2 separate regions of the Hordeum vulgare genome follow, and region 1 is linked to region 2. A link is a contact called in public Hi-C data. All regions are on one chromosome and are shown on one strand. Each heading gives the region's core, a stretch centred on a gene start, on an enhancer-like site or on the middle of the called end of the contact. The rest is flanking DNA. Distances are from core to core; before and after follow the strand shown. Region 1 holds the start of LOC123397945 (probable WRKY transcription factor 54). Region 2 has its middle 14 kb from the start of LOC123398449.

Region 1 (7,434 bases), core at 3,826-6,325, 270 kb before region 2:
GAACTTGCTGGGCCACGCAGTTGGGTAGAGCTCAGGGGCGATGGCGAGGCACCCCACCGGCCCGACGGGTGTAGTGCGCGAGGGGGCGACCTGGTCCTGTTGCTCCAACGGGTCTGCCTCGAGCGGGGCATGTTCGCGGCGCGGGACTTGCAGCGCTAGGAGCGCACGCGCGTCGGACCATGGCCGAGGAACCACCTGATAGCTTGCTTCATCTCCTGGCCTCGCCCTGGGTTCATGAGGCCGTTCGTGGGGATGTTCTTCCTGCCTGGGCTCGCCCGATCCGTCAGCTGTACCCGGGCCGCATCGTTAGATCTCCATGCAGCATTTTTTTCTCGATGCAATAAATTTCGTCCATGATGCAGCAACTTTCGTCAACGGTTGCAACAAAAATATAGTTGTAGCAAAAAAATATCTATGTGATCGTAGCAAAAAACAAAGCTGATGATGTGTGCTAGCAAAATAAAAAAAGGGTTGTTGCAAAACAATCCGGTGAACTCGGGTTGCAACTCTGACGAACGTGTATGCAACTTTTTTAGTGAACGTTTGCAGCAAAAAATGATGCCGGTTATAGCAAAAGTTAACACGGTTGTAGCAAAAATCAAACGCCGGTTGTAGCAAAAAAATTCAGCGAACTCGACTTACAATCAAACGTGGAAGCAACTTTTTTAATGAACAAGTTGCAACAAAATAGAAAAGGCTTGTAGCAAATTTAACCGCGTTTGTAGCAAATCTGCATTAAAAAATATTGCATGTGTGGGCCAGTGTATCAAATTTATACATGATTGCAACAAATCTGCACTAAAATAATGTTGCATGGCTGCTGCCAGACGCGCGAGCCGGGAGCGATGGGCCGAACGGTTCGACCGGCGCTCCGGCTGCAAGCATTTCCCATTCAAATTAGCAACTGAGGTTAAGTTATGCAATGACGTGGATGACGAAGAAAATTCAGATCATAATTTGCCATCGTATCCCCATTCTGTCTTCCAAATCAAACTAAAATTCAATTGTAAATCCATCCGCCAGCGGTGGATGCATGTGGCTGGGAGAGTGTAGGCGGGGGTCATTGAGAGTCATGCCTGAGTGATGATGATTTGGGCCAACGCATTCTTGTGAGTTCATACGAGTTCCACTCGATTCCGCGGGATGAAGGTGGCCACCGGCTTTGGTTGTTTCTCTCTAGTATTTGATTTAAATCCGTCATTGAACACTTTGCTCCCGTTCATGGAATCACAGACTGTGAAACTATAACCGATATAATGACAAGGGCGAAGTTAGGGACTCGTAACCATAATAACATATTAAATCAAAGTCCTACCATTGGCTCAGGAATTCGAACCGCGAGGCGGGTAGAGATCTCCTTAATCCTTGTTTGGTTAATCCTCTTCTCAAAGGAATTGGAGGAAAATTTGACTTGTTAAGGATTTAATCTCCTCAATCTTTGTTAAATCCCTTTCATTTCCCTGTCAACCGAACAAGGTCTTAGGGTTATAGCGAAAAATGATGGCATCGTTATACTGAGTGGCGGAGGTAAAGGGTGGACAGAGTGGTCCACGGCCCACCCTGAGATTAATAAATGAAATTTTCTAAATACAAAAAATTACAGCTGCACTATTTGGCTGGCACTAGCGCACCCTCACGCGAAAGTGTGCACCAAGTCATTCCAGTTTATTTTTTAAAATACTATAACTTTTGAACCGATCGTGAGAACGACGATCCGTTTTCACGGCTATCTTTCTTACGATGATCCCTTCAAACTAGATCCCATATGGATAGGTTTCGGCAAACTTTTTTTGAGCAACTGTGGGGTTATATTTAGGCAACTTTAGTGCTAAAGAAAAGCAACTTCTTATTAGTATGTGTAGTATGATCACCTATCAACGAATATTCCTTCAAAATTATCTATCATGACTAAAAGGTTAAATAACTTCATCCTTTAGTAACTAAATGGCAAATGTGGCCAGCTACGAAATGGTTAAATTATCGGTCGGATGTGCATGTTCGGCTCCGTATGTGTTGGATGTCCATTAATTCTTATATGAAAAAAAAATTAAAAAGCTATAACTATCAAACCGTGTGTTGGAGTCATGATATGTTTTCATCGTTGGGTTCCTCGTGGCAAACTCTTTAAAACGAGATCCCATATGAATATGTTTTGAAGATTTTTTTGAAAAGCAACTTTGATGCTAGATGAGGCTATTGTAATGCTAAACATAAGCAACTTTGATGCTAGATGAATTATCTCGTGTGTATACACATGAGTTGTTTGTTGAATGCACTGGAATTGCGCAAAAACACTCTAAAAGTTGCTAACTTATTTGTGATACTCGAGTGCAATTATGGTAACTATTCACAAATAGCAGGCAACTGAGCATTAACCGTAGACAATTGATTATCAGTAATAGGCAACTGAGCATCAAAATCGAGCAATTTCATAGTATTTTTTAGGCAACTGAGCATTAAAATTGAGCAATTTTCACAGTATTTATAGGCAACTGAGCATCAATTATAGGCAACTGATCATCATTTATTAATTTACATATTTAATTATGTAAAGCTTTTAGAGCTGATAGCAAAATTCTTTGCTTGTAGATAGTCATACTAAGGGGAAAAAGAAGTTGTTTGCCTATAGCACTAAAGTTGCCTCATCTAGCTCACAAAGTTGCTCAAAACAAAGTTCGTAGAAACATATTCATATGGAATCTAGTTATGAAGAGCTCGTCGTAAGAAACACAACTGTAAAAATGAATCGTCATTCTGACGCTCGGTTTAAAAATTATAACTTTTAAAAAATTTAAATTAATAAATACATGTGATTTTTCTTTTTGGTTGTCTTTAGGTGCGTCGGCTACCGCGAGCGGGCGCTGCTGTAGGCTGACCAATAAAACTTATACCATAGCAGAAATACTAAAAGAATTAGAAAAAACTAAAACTACATGCACAATTACATTATTGACCCACCCTGGCCCATAGCGCTAGGTCAGCCACTAGTTATACCAAAGAGGAGACCATGAGGATAAGGTGGTGTTTGCAGGCGTTAGTGAGATAGTAAGCTAGCAAGTGGCGCCGACAAACCCTTGTTAATGTGGTTTGTGATATAGATGCATAGGCACAAGATGTGTAACATTATATAAGTCCCTTATTACTGTATTTCACTGTATCTAAACAAAAGCAAAAAAAAAAAAACAGGAAATTCAACTTGGAGTGATTAAATAGAGAGAAAATTTGGTACACAATGGTGAACATCTACAAAGATCTAAAGATCTAGAGAGCAAACAAGTGGCAGCTGTTGAGAACAAATGGTGGTTCGTTCACGAACAAGTCGTTAATCCAACTTCCGTCCGCTGCCGCGACGTGCACCGGCGACCTGATCGGCCCGTCGAAGTCCATCTCCTGGAGCAACGCAGGAGCAACAGCGGGCGCCGGCGACGGGTTCCACCACCAGCACTCATCCTCGATAGCGAACAGACGCGAATAATCGTCGCGCGCTCTCGGCGGCGGATTGGCACCGTCTTCACTCCCGCCGCTGCTCCATGTTAGATCCGAGGAGCTTGCCGGCGACTGAGTCTCCGAACTGATAGCACTAGAGCTGCTACCGGGAACGACGTCGACGTCTGGAGCTGCTGCCGTGTCGGCGCGGACGGTGGTCTCGAGGATCACCGGCACTGCCGCCGACTCTGTCGACTTGCAGCTGTGCTCCGAGATGTACACCACCGTATACTTCGGCCGTCCATTGTCGTTGCCATCGTCGTCATTGCGCTGCACCGTCCGTTTGGCCGGGCAGCCCTGGTTCGTGCTGTTGGTGCACCGGTAGTAACTCCTGCAAATTGCCATTGATGGAAGAGCGATTTAGCTTAAGTCATTGTTATAGTCTGCAGTTAATTAACCCGAGCATGCGTAAGCATCATAGACCATACGTCGTCTTGCTGGACGTACGCATGATGACGCCATCGATATCAGATTACTATCGTCGTGTATCACGGGTACATGAAGGGGTCCCAGCTGGTGAATCACTGTCGGGAGATGGGTGCACGTATCCATACTGATAGTGAGCGGTCTGGATACGATAACGAAATGACATGTTTTAGAGCTAGTAGTACTAGTTTGGTTGATTGGCTGATTGGCTCCCTTGCACGGCTTTCCATGTTTTGAGACAAGAGAGTGTAAACATTCCATTCTTAAATCTTTAAACTGAAGGGTGACCTGTCATGGGCGAAATATTGGGTCATGAGTCGTTACAGCCTTTCATCAGTTATAAATGGTTGTGATTTTCTTTCTCTTTCAACCCTAATCCCCCCTCTCCTTCAAGTTAAAATCTTATGCCGCCGCCAACCATCTCTCGAATTGTTATCACCACCACACTAACATCAGGGGGCAGGGGCTCGCTGTAGCCCAGGGGCCAGCTTCGCCGGAGTGTGGAAGAAGAAGATGAGAAAGCGTAGTACTACGTACGGTGGGCCGGGGCTGCAAATCTAAGCAACTGAATAACATCAAATGTTGTAATAATAATAAATTATTTACCTGGGGTGCATGGCCGCTTCGATCTGCTTCTGGCCGTACTTCCTCCACTGGTAACCGTCGAAATCCGGCACCGTCGTGACGAGCGTCCTCGTCGTTGTGCCTAGCTTCTTCCTCCTGCAACGAGTAGTAGCCTTCGTCGCAGTCGCAGCACCGGCGCGTTGTCCTTGCCCCTCCTCGTGCCGTTCATCCTCCCGGGCTCTCTTGCGACCCCCGCGCCGTTTGCCTCCGCCGCACGACGCCGTTGCCTTCACCTGCGAGCTGCCGTGCTCCCAGTACAACTCAGCCGCAAGGCCAGAACACGAGGACGCGCCGCTTCGAGACGGCGACGTGGACGGGTACAGCAGCTCGTGCAGCTGCGCCACCAGCTCCCTCTCCCGGCGCTGCAGCTGCATCCCGCCGCCGTCCGCCGCTGCCCAGCCGTGCTCACCACCCGGGGCACAACCTCTGCTCCTCTGCATTTCAGTTCGGATAGCTCGGCAGTACGTGCGGCACGCAGAACGAGTGTGTGTATGGCGCTGGCTGCTCAGATCAGACAAGCTAGACGTGAAAAGAAAAGATGTTGGTTGCTCCGGTAGATTCAGACTCTGGAAGTCGCGTAGGCTCCTTTATAGAGTAGAGGATCTCTCCCTGCTCCGAACGTCAACAAAAGTCGTGGGCCCACAGACTTTACATACCCACGTGGCGGTCCTTCCGTTTTGATGGGGACGAGGAAGAGGATCCAACCCAGTGTGCGTGTGGGGACAACCCGAGCTACAATCGTGGCGGGGAGGAAGGGGGCATATGTGCATGATAGGCCTAGCTCTTCTTGTCCCATGTGTACGTGATGCACGCGCGCCTACATACACACCATATCGTTGTTTCTCAAGAAAAACACAATATTATCTTTCCGGTGTAAACATTAAGCAATTCAAGAAAACACATGTTCAGTCGATTTTCTATATGAGAAGGCGATGCGATGCGCACTTTGAGGACGAGCGAGAGCCTTGTCAAAGACAGGGTCGTCGCGAGTAAGATTGGAGGGAGTGGGGGTGAAGTGTGGGGCGGGGTTTCCTATTGAGCGCCGCTTGGAGTAGACAACGTCCGAGCTAGACACCGTAAATGGTCGTGCCATCATCGGCCAAGGGCTTCCTAGTACATCGCTTCAAGCCGTGGTGCCGCCGCATCGCGGGTAGAGAAGGGAGACTTTTCCATTTTGACCGTCACTAGGATTAGATAACGCCTGAGACTGAGAAAGCGACTCCGCGGCCAAGCTCGAGGTTGTCTACTCTCATCGGAAGTCACAGTGAAAAAACCTTTTCTTAAACGCGACAACAATGTCACCAACAAGGGTTTGGCAGGACTTCAACAGTGATGGGACCGTGTTGTCGTCGGTCGAGGAGAGGGAAGAGGAAGACGTGAACAAGATCGGGAAGGAAGAAAGAAGGCTGGAAGGAGAAAGAAGAAGTAGCAATTGCATTTTAATCTAGCGGCTGAAAATACTAACTAGCACTTTTTTTCGAGCAACTGATATATAGATGGCCCTATCATTTTATCATGCAAGTCTGGACATATAATTGGGGATGTTTGTGTAACTTGATGAGCTATACATGATCAAATATTATCGGAAATTCATAGGAGCGCACTAATGCAAGCAGCCACCAATATTTGGAGGAAACCAGTGAAATCCAAATGAAAATGGTGATTTGAAGTTTTGAAAAAATATCAAAATAATATGTGATGTTAAAGGGTGATGTTCTATTGCCAAGAATTTATTTTAATTCAAATACATTATGGGATGTGAGCTAAGAAAATAACAAAATCAGCGTTGAACTGTGTCGAAGAATAAATCCACTATTCATTGCAGAATTTCTTTTTTTTCATATATCACATCTTGTAATGTGTCTCAACTTGGAATTTTGCATGGCAATAAAAATAACTTATTGACGAAAAAGGGTTTCCCCGCTTTGTATTACAAAGCAATCGAACGGTACAACCGGCGATAGGTGCTGGGGCGGAAACATCACAAGTCACGCCCAAAAGAAATGGAAAAAGAAAATACAAAAGAAATAAATGCCTACACCGGCGGATCGACAGAAAACACAAAAGACTCGCGACCGTTGTGCCCACCAAGAGTCTTCCACCAAGCTCCATGACTCCAAAACGCCGGTACCCATCAACACCTCCAAGAAGGAATGCGACGATGACGACGCTCCTACCAAGGGTTTCCCCCGGTACGCGACGAGACGCGAGGATGGGTAGCCCCGACGCCCTCCAGGAAGGTTCGGCAACACCCAAAGGTGTCACCGCGTCAGTGTCGGCCAGGCCGACAAGGGTTTCCCCTGATCCCATCGTGCACCTCGGGCGCTCCGGATCATGCCACCAAGCCGACCTACACTCTGCACCAACACGGTCTTGAAGCCCCTGCATCGTTTCACCACAACACCATAAGGAAACACCTGCAAAGCGATGAAGAGGAGTCGGGACTAGGAGCAGCAGTACCTTCGGCACACAGGAGGGCTCAACCTCCACCGTCAACGACGATAGATGACCGGACGCAATAGCAGGAGCATAACAGGCCCGTGAACAATAGGCTCGGCCGGGACCCCCCCCCCCCCCCCCGTGAAGCTCCCGCCATCACGCTGCAATAGGTGCACCGTCAATGACGCCACCCCCCGTCCAAACTGCTCCTTCTCACCACCATGTAGAAGACACCGCAGCCACGCCGGTAGCCGACCTGCTAGGACCCAGATGAGCCCCACAGGGCCCAGATCTGGGCTGGGGGCATGCCGCCGGCCACCCCGCACCACCACGCCGCTCTGTTGCCAAACAGCAGCGCCGCCACCTCACCCGCCGACGGCCACCACCACCGGGTCACCGGACCGCATCTAGCCGAGCAACACCGCCGCCGTCCCCTGCCCCAGGAAAGGGAACCGAGAG
Region 2 (7,040 bases), core at 1,598-4,097:
CTGGCATCCTCTAGGCACTCATAAATTTTGTGCCGTAGCCACAAGTACAACACACCAGATAGCCTGAGATCCTTCTTCGTTTCATGAATCCACGGTGGTGGTTTAACACCAACCAATCCTGCAACCCATTGTTGCCACCCCTCAGACTTTACCTTCCAGGTAAGAGCCCTTCCCTCGATAGATAGCCCGGAGATCATCGCAATATCCTCCAAAGTGATGGTCATCTCACCAAGAGCAAGGTGGGAAGAGTGTGTCTCCGGCCTCCAATGGTCCATAAGGGCGGTAATGGTCACCGAGTTCATCCATGGTGGCGTGCCTTTAAAGTTGAGCACAAACTGAAGAAAATTCATTCTTCTAAAATAAGGCGCGTAACGGCGGTCATACATGAGAGATTCATGCGGGTTGTGGCCCCTCAACCGAAGAACTGGTGGAACCTAAAAAATAAAAATAAAATTTTATTACTTCTCTCAACTTGTCACAATATGGAAAGCAAACAGTTTAATAAATAACTACCTTCCCTCTTTCCACTAGCACAACACGATGCTTCTTCTCGTAATAATCATCAAGGTCGGGATATTTATCCGTCTCGAACATCCTACATAATAAGTTCAGGAATTTACATAACAAATTTGGCAACAAACAAATGACAAACAAATCATAAATAACGTCAGGATTCAACATAATACATTTGTAAAGATTCACCATGTTTCACCATGAAGAATATTATTAGGTTTAACATAATAAGTTTAGCAAAAAACAAATCACAAACAACCAATCTTAAGGTTTCACCATGTTTCAAAAACTGCATCTACAACAAGCAATCTTGATTGAAAAACATGGAGGAACGGGAGGAGAATACCTCAAGCAAATTTGGGACAGTCCGATCTACTCTTTCTGATGGAAAAAATGGAGGATTAGGGATGGATTTGGTGGAGGAGGAAAGAGGGGTAGAGAGCAGTTCATCGGTGTCGACTGAGGAATAAGATGGGGCTAGGCACCCGCGGCCCGTGTGGATGACTTAATCCAGGTCAGAAACGCCAAAGGCCATGGCGTTTCGAGCAACACAACATAGGTTGGCATTTCTAGCCTGCCACGTCAGCGCGCAACACGTGATCGGCCTGGCAGTGGGCCAATGAAGAAACACAACACCTCGGCATTTCTACCTTTGGCCGAAACGCGAGCTATCTCGGTGTTTCTGTGTTGTTCAGACACGACATGGCCTTCGGCGTTTCTAAAAAGGTCAGATCGTGAAATACTTCCATCTAGGGTTTAGATTGTGAAGATGTTGACCCGAAAGGTTAGAACGGTGATTTCAGCCTTGTGTGGATGGGCACGACCGACGAAAAGGATGCACGATACTATTTGGACAAAGCGACAAGAGTGGGAGGAAGAGCGGGAGGCAGCTAAGTGCACATTCGAGGCCGAGCGACGACGCACGAGTATGCAGTCCACAGGCTAAACAACAACCGGTCTAGCAGGCAGCAGAGCCGGATGCGCCACATCAAGCAGCAACCTTGGCAGCCATCCAACATGTGACACGCATATCACGTGCACCGGTGTAATTGGTGCTACCCATGCACTAGTCCCCCGTTGCACATACAAATGTTCGAAAAAATCCGGAAAACATTTAGTGCATTGAAATAACATCAATGTATGTTGTCATAAAAACTCAAATTAAAATTTGAAACATTGTTCGAGATATAAAAATGACAAATTTGACACTAAATAGTACATAACACAAGTTGGGCTTCACTTTTGACCCATTAACACATTGATGTGAAATCTATCATTTTTGTATCTTGAGCAATGTTTTTAATTTGAATTTGAATTTTTGTAACAACATACATTGATATTGTATCAGTGCACTAATTTATTTTTAGATGTTTTTAAACATTATTGAATGTGCAACGAGGTTCGATGCACCGGTAACACCAATTATGCTCGTGCACGAGATACGTTCGTTGACCTGACCAAAAGGGACGTCATTGTCGTCGCTGCCTAGATCCATCGACCGTTTTATTTTAATGTGTTTCAGTTTTATTTAATATAAGATGTAGACTTTCACCGGCCATTTATATTTTTTAATTCCAGTATGCGCCCATAATCTAAAATGTGGGCATTTTCTATTTCGCGCCACACGCGTGAGTTAAGGTGCATTTTTGTTAACCGGTGTCTATGTCGTTTGTAAATGGGCCGGCCAATTTAGGCGTCGGTTGAAGATTGTTTTTTTGAAAATTCTATGAACTTTTAAAAAATTTAATGAACTTTTAAAAAATTTCAATGAATATTTTCTAAGTTTTATGAACTTTTCTTTGAAAACCGATGAATATTTTCTAAAATATAAAATTCTATGAACTTTGTTGTATATCGATGAACTTTTCTGAAATTTGATGAACATATTTTTTAAATGGATGATTTTTTATCAAAATTGATGAATTTTTTTTTGAGTCTAATAAACTTCTTTTAAAAATACATCAAGTTTTTTTAATTTATATGAAGTTTTTTTCAAATTTAATGAACTTTTTAAAAGTTTAATGAACTATTTCCAAATTGGATGAACTTTTTTCTCAATTTCAATGAACGTTTTTTCAAATTGATGGACTTTTTTCAAAACTGATGAACCTTGTTTACAGATATGAACTTCTATTTTTCAAATGTATGAACCTTTTTCTGTAAATCCATAAAACTTTTCTTATTTTATATCTTTATTTTCGAAACAAATAGTAAATCTGGGCTTTTTTTTCTAGTGAAAAAAAGAAAAAGAAAACTGGAAAGCACGCTAATGGGCCGGCCCATGCAGCGATGTTGCAGTTGCCGGATCGTTAATGGGCGCCTCTAGCGTTGAATAGGAGCACCCTGAAATGAGTCATTCCGGGTTGGAGCACCCATGGGCTATCAGACAAAAATAGACATCAACGTCCGCCTAGGAATCCAAACAAATAAAAAATGAATAAAAAGATCTTTGTTTTGTGTCAGATTGGCAAGGCTTCGCACAGGGCATACTCCATCTGGGCCAACCAAGGCAAGAAAAGTGAGCGGTGTAAAAAACACAAACAAAAATTCTAAATAACCTTCCAAACAATTTTCCAAAAATATATAAAAAAATGAAAACACTAACATTTTTCTCCCGTAAAAAGGGAAACATAAACAATTTTTAACTAGTTTTGAAAGCAGGAATTCTTTTTAAGAATCCAAATAATTTTTTCAAAAGTTTGAACATATTAAAAAACATTCATCAAAAATTTTGAAAAAGGATCAATTATGAATATTGCCAACAATTTTTGAACGGTGAACATTTTTTAACTCACGAAAATGGATTTTGCAAACAATTGTTGAAACATGAAATATTTTCAAAATTTGTGAACAATTATTTATAATGAGAATGTTTTTTGAAATTATGAACATTTTTTGAAAAGTACAAACATTTTTGGAAAATCCTGGACAATAAAACAATAAAACAAAATGATTTATAAAAAATTTGAAAAGAAAGGGAAGAAATAAAATAAATATTAAAAATGAGAAATTGGAACGAAATGAACGAAAATAAAATAAAAAAACGAAATAGAAACATAAGGAAAAAAGAGAAAAGGGGAAATAAGAGAAAAGAAAAAAAAAGAAAAAGGAAAAAAATTAAAACGAAAAACAGAACAAAGAAAAAAAGAAAGAATTCCTTATTTAACACCTTGCTTATTTTTTGCCCTATCTGACATCGACAAATGATTTCTTCCCTATATAACAACGAGTCTAAAATTTATGCCTTTCACAATACTTTTGTTCGTTTTAAGCCCAAGTAACACGTGAAAAGACCGTTTTACCCCTCATGTATTATGCTTGTGTGCGTGCTATTGCGCGTGTGTGTGCTCACATGTGTTAGTGTTGTTATGTGTGTGCTACTCCTTGTGCGTTGATGCATGTTTGTGCATGCACGTGCGCGTGCTGCTGCATGTGCTTCTGCGTGTGTATGTGTGTGTGTTTGTTGCGTGTATGTGTGATGTGTGTGTGTTATGTGTGTTGTTACGTGCGTGTGCATGTGTCTGTTGTGTGTGTGCGTTGTTGTGTGTACTATTGTGTATCTATGTGTTGTTGCACGGAAGCTATTGTTGTTGTGTGTATGTGCTACTTGTCCGTACTGATATTGTGTGTGTTATTGTCCAGCATATACACATATCATATGAGGGGCAAAAAGGTCTTTTTAAGTGTCACTTACATTTAAAATGGGCATAAAATTTAGAATCATTGTTAGATAGGGAAGAAAAAGTTTCCGGTGTCAAATAAAAAAATGAAATTTAATACATTGTTAATTAAGAAAACAAAATTTAAAATAATGTTAAATAAGAAAAAACTTGGTGCACAAACCTTCTACAAGTTTTTCAAAACAAAAAAACAAAGATGTTGAAATGCTTAAACGGGTCGGCTCAGATGAAACGATCGCTGGATCTCCTTTGTGAAACAACGACTATTCGACTTGGAATGCGTCGAATAGGGATTTTCAAAATTTGCGTCCGTTTGGCCGGCGCGTTAGAGTAAGCCTTATAAATAGACTGTCATTTAGCGTTTCACACGCCCGATTGTGCGAAATCACTAATTAGGAAGTACTCTTTTCAAACATCACTCCGTCTTCCGAGGTTGCGAAAGCTAAGAAAGACCGATGAAAAACCGAAACACCAAAAAATCAGAAAAAACCATTCTAAAAAGGCAAAAAAAGTGCAAAAAATAAAATAAAAAACAAATTCGGAGGAAACGTTCAGAGCACGACACGTGACGGCAGCTGAGAACGCGTCAAATAACGATGAACGGGAGTGCTCAATGGAAGGCTCCCGAAGAAGCGCTCCCTAACTAGTGGCTCCTCAATTCTGCGCTAAGGGACTCCAACCCATCTAAACTAAAGTTGCTGCCCCCAACCAAAATAATCAATCTAAACTCAGATATTACAAAGTCGTCAAACAAAATACTGATAAAAAATTCATCAAACAAAATAGTGTTCCAAAAAGAAGTTTCCAACCAAAATAATGTTCAATAAAAATTGCCAACAGATACAAGTAAATTTCCCCTCTCTGACAACAAAAATAATAATTAAATTGCGCTAGTAAATTAGAAAAAAACTTAACGGACAAAGCACCAAAATATTTAAGTATTGTGAGTTAAATTGACCTAAAGTAAGTAAACCAAACAAAATGCTGAAGTAGACTGATTTCATGCAGGAGTTCTAAAGGGACGGTACTTCCCCGACACTGATTTCATGCAGGCTGCTACACCCAAGTCGCCTCCGCCACTTGGAAGGCGATCATGGCGGGGAGGGATGCCTTGCAAAGTGGACTGATCTCCCGCGTGGGAAATGGCAGCACCATCTCTGTCTGGACCGACAAATGGATGGCAGGAACAATTTCCATGATACCTCTCTCTAGGCCTTCCAATACCAACATTGATCGAGTGGTTGATCTTATTGACACAACAAATTGGTCCTCGAGACAGGATAGGGTCAAGGATAATTTTACTGCCTCGGATGCGGAGGCTATACTCGATATTCCTCTCCGGCAAGGAGGAGGTGATGATTCTCTTGCGTGGGCATTCGAAAAAACTGGCAACTACACTGTGAAGACGGCGTACCGTGCTCTTGTGACTCAGAACGAGCCTTTGGCTCTAGAGGAAGGGACGGCTACCGAGACCTCATATGATGATCAACAGTTGTGGACAACTTTGTGGAAATTGAATGTCATTCCAAAAGTGAGAGTATTCTGGTGGCGAGTTCTTTGCAGGATTCTACCAGATGAGTTCACTCTCAACTATCGGAATATTACAGAGATTCGTCAATGCAAAATATGTTTAGCAGCGGATGAGGATCTGAAACATGCGCTAATTCATTGCCAACATGCTCAGCAGTTCTGGGTGGAGGCTTGTGCATGGTTTGGAATTCGGCTCCCTAGTCTCCACCCGGACACATGGGCGAAGGATATCATCCGTGATCCTAGCTTCACGGCTGATGGTCGTGCTAAAATTACCACTATCATGTGGTCCATTTGGTATTTCAGGAATCACATCAAGCATGGAGATCAAGGAAGAGATCCCACAACAACAATGAGAGCCACTAAGGAGGCTATAGCGCTTCTTCATCTTCCTCGCAAGGATGCTATGATTCTTCCCGGCTTCGGATGGAGGCCGCCTGATGATGGTTTCATTAAGATCACCGTGGACAAAGCCCTCGGTCTGGCAGAAGGCAGGGGGTGCAGGAGGGGGTGCCCGCTCCTCCTCGGCCCTCCTAGGGGCATGGTGCAAGCCACTTATTGGGATCTCAGATCCCTTGATCATGGAGGGTCTTTCTCTGCGAGAGGGAGTTCGGTTTGCTTCTCTTCGGGGATTCTTGCAGGTGATTATGGAAGTTGATTGTATGGAGTTGATGACACTCTCGAACACTCATCACAATTCTCGCTCAATTGTGGCTCCTTTACTATTAGAGATAGGAGAGCTTAGTAGTCTTTTTATCTCTTTTGTTATTTAGCATGTAAGCAGACTAGCAAACGTTCCGGCACATTTGTGTGCAAAGCATACTTGTACGTTAAATGTGACCGACAACTGACTAGTGGAAACTTCTAACTTCTTGATGACCAATCTCTTGGCTGATTGTCGCAAGAATGCCTTTATATGAATAAAGCTCTCTGATTTGGCTGCAAAAAAAAGTGTCGAAGGATTTCTACAAACCACAGCAAGTACCCTACACAATATTTGCTTGAACAAGTACAGTGCATTAAACTTCCTTCCCGGCTTCCTTGCAATTACGTGCAGCTTATTGGTAACTTATAAGCCCTTATAAATTATAAATTGTAAACCGGTACAACAAACACAAATACTCCCTCAGGCTCATCCCACAGTATAAGATGTATTTGCATGCATAAACAGCTTGCAAAGATATGTTATATTGTGGGTCAGAGAGAGTACTTGTATAACTAAAATTCATCAAGCTTGGTATCTGAAATCATATGGTAATCACATTATATATTAACAAATCTCCTATGATTCTCGCATCTATTGAGTTCTAAGTACTG

The links. A called contact is a pair of places that touch in the nucleus more often than the background predicts.
Region 1: a Hi-C map of leaf shows a contact between it and region 2, with 4 times the contacts expected there. The contact joins the promoter of LOC123397945 here to the enhancer-like site in region 2. A contact is called at or near these places in 3 of 6 Hi-C or Micro-C datasets (leaf and seedling).

What each region holds. Positions count from the first base shown.
Region 1 is chr5H:322,200,116-322,207,549 of MorexV3_pseudomolecules_assembly, reverse strand. It overlaps LOC123397945 (probable WRKY transcription factor 54), which reads right to left and starts at 5,075. Exons shown (of 2, transcript XM_045092456.1): 1 at 4,519-5,075; 2 at 3,203-3,817. The coding sequence starts at 4,976. The coding sequence ends at 3,262.
Region 2 is chr5H:321,925,863-321,932,902 of MorexV3_pseudomolecules_assembly, reverse strand. No RefSeq gene overlaps it. Among protein-coding and RNA genes, the nearest start is that of LOC123398449, 14 kb to the right of the region's middle. Within about 2 kb of position 2,847, at least 1 of the 3 cell types and tissues checked has open chromatin away from gene starts, as enhancers often do. A contact at or near this core is called in leaf, where this site is marked.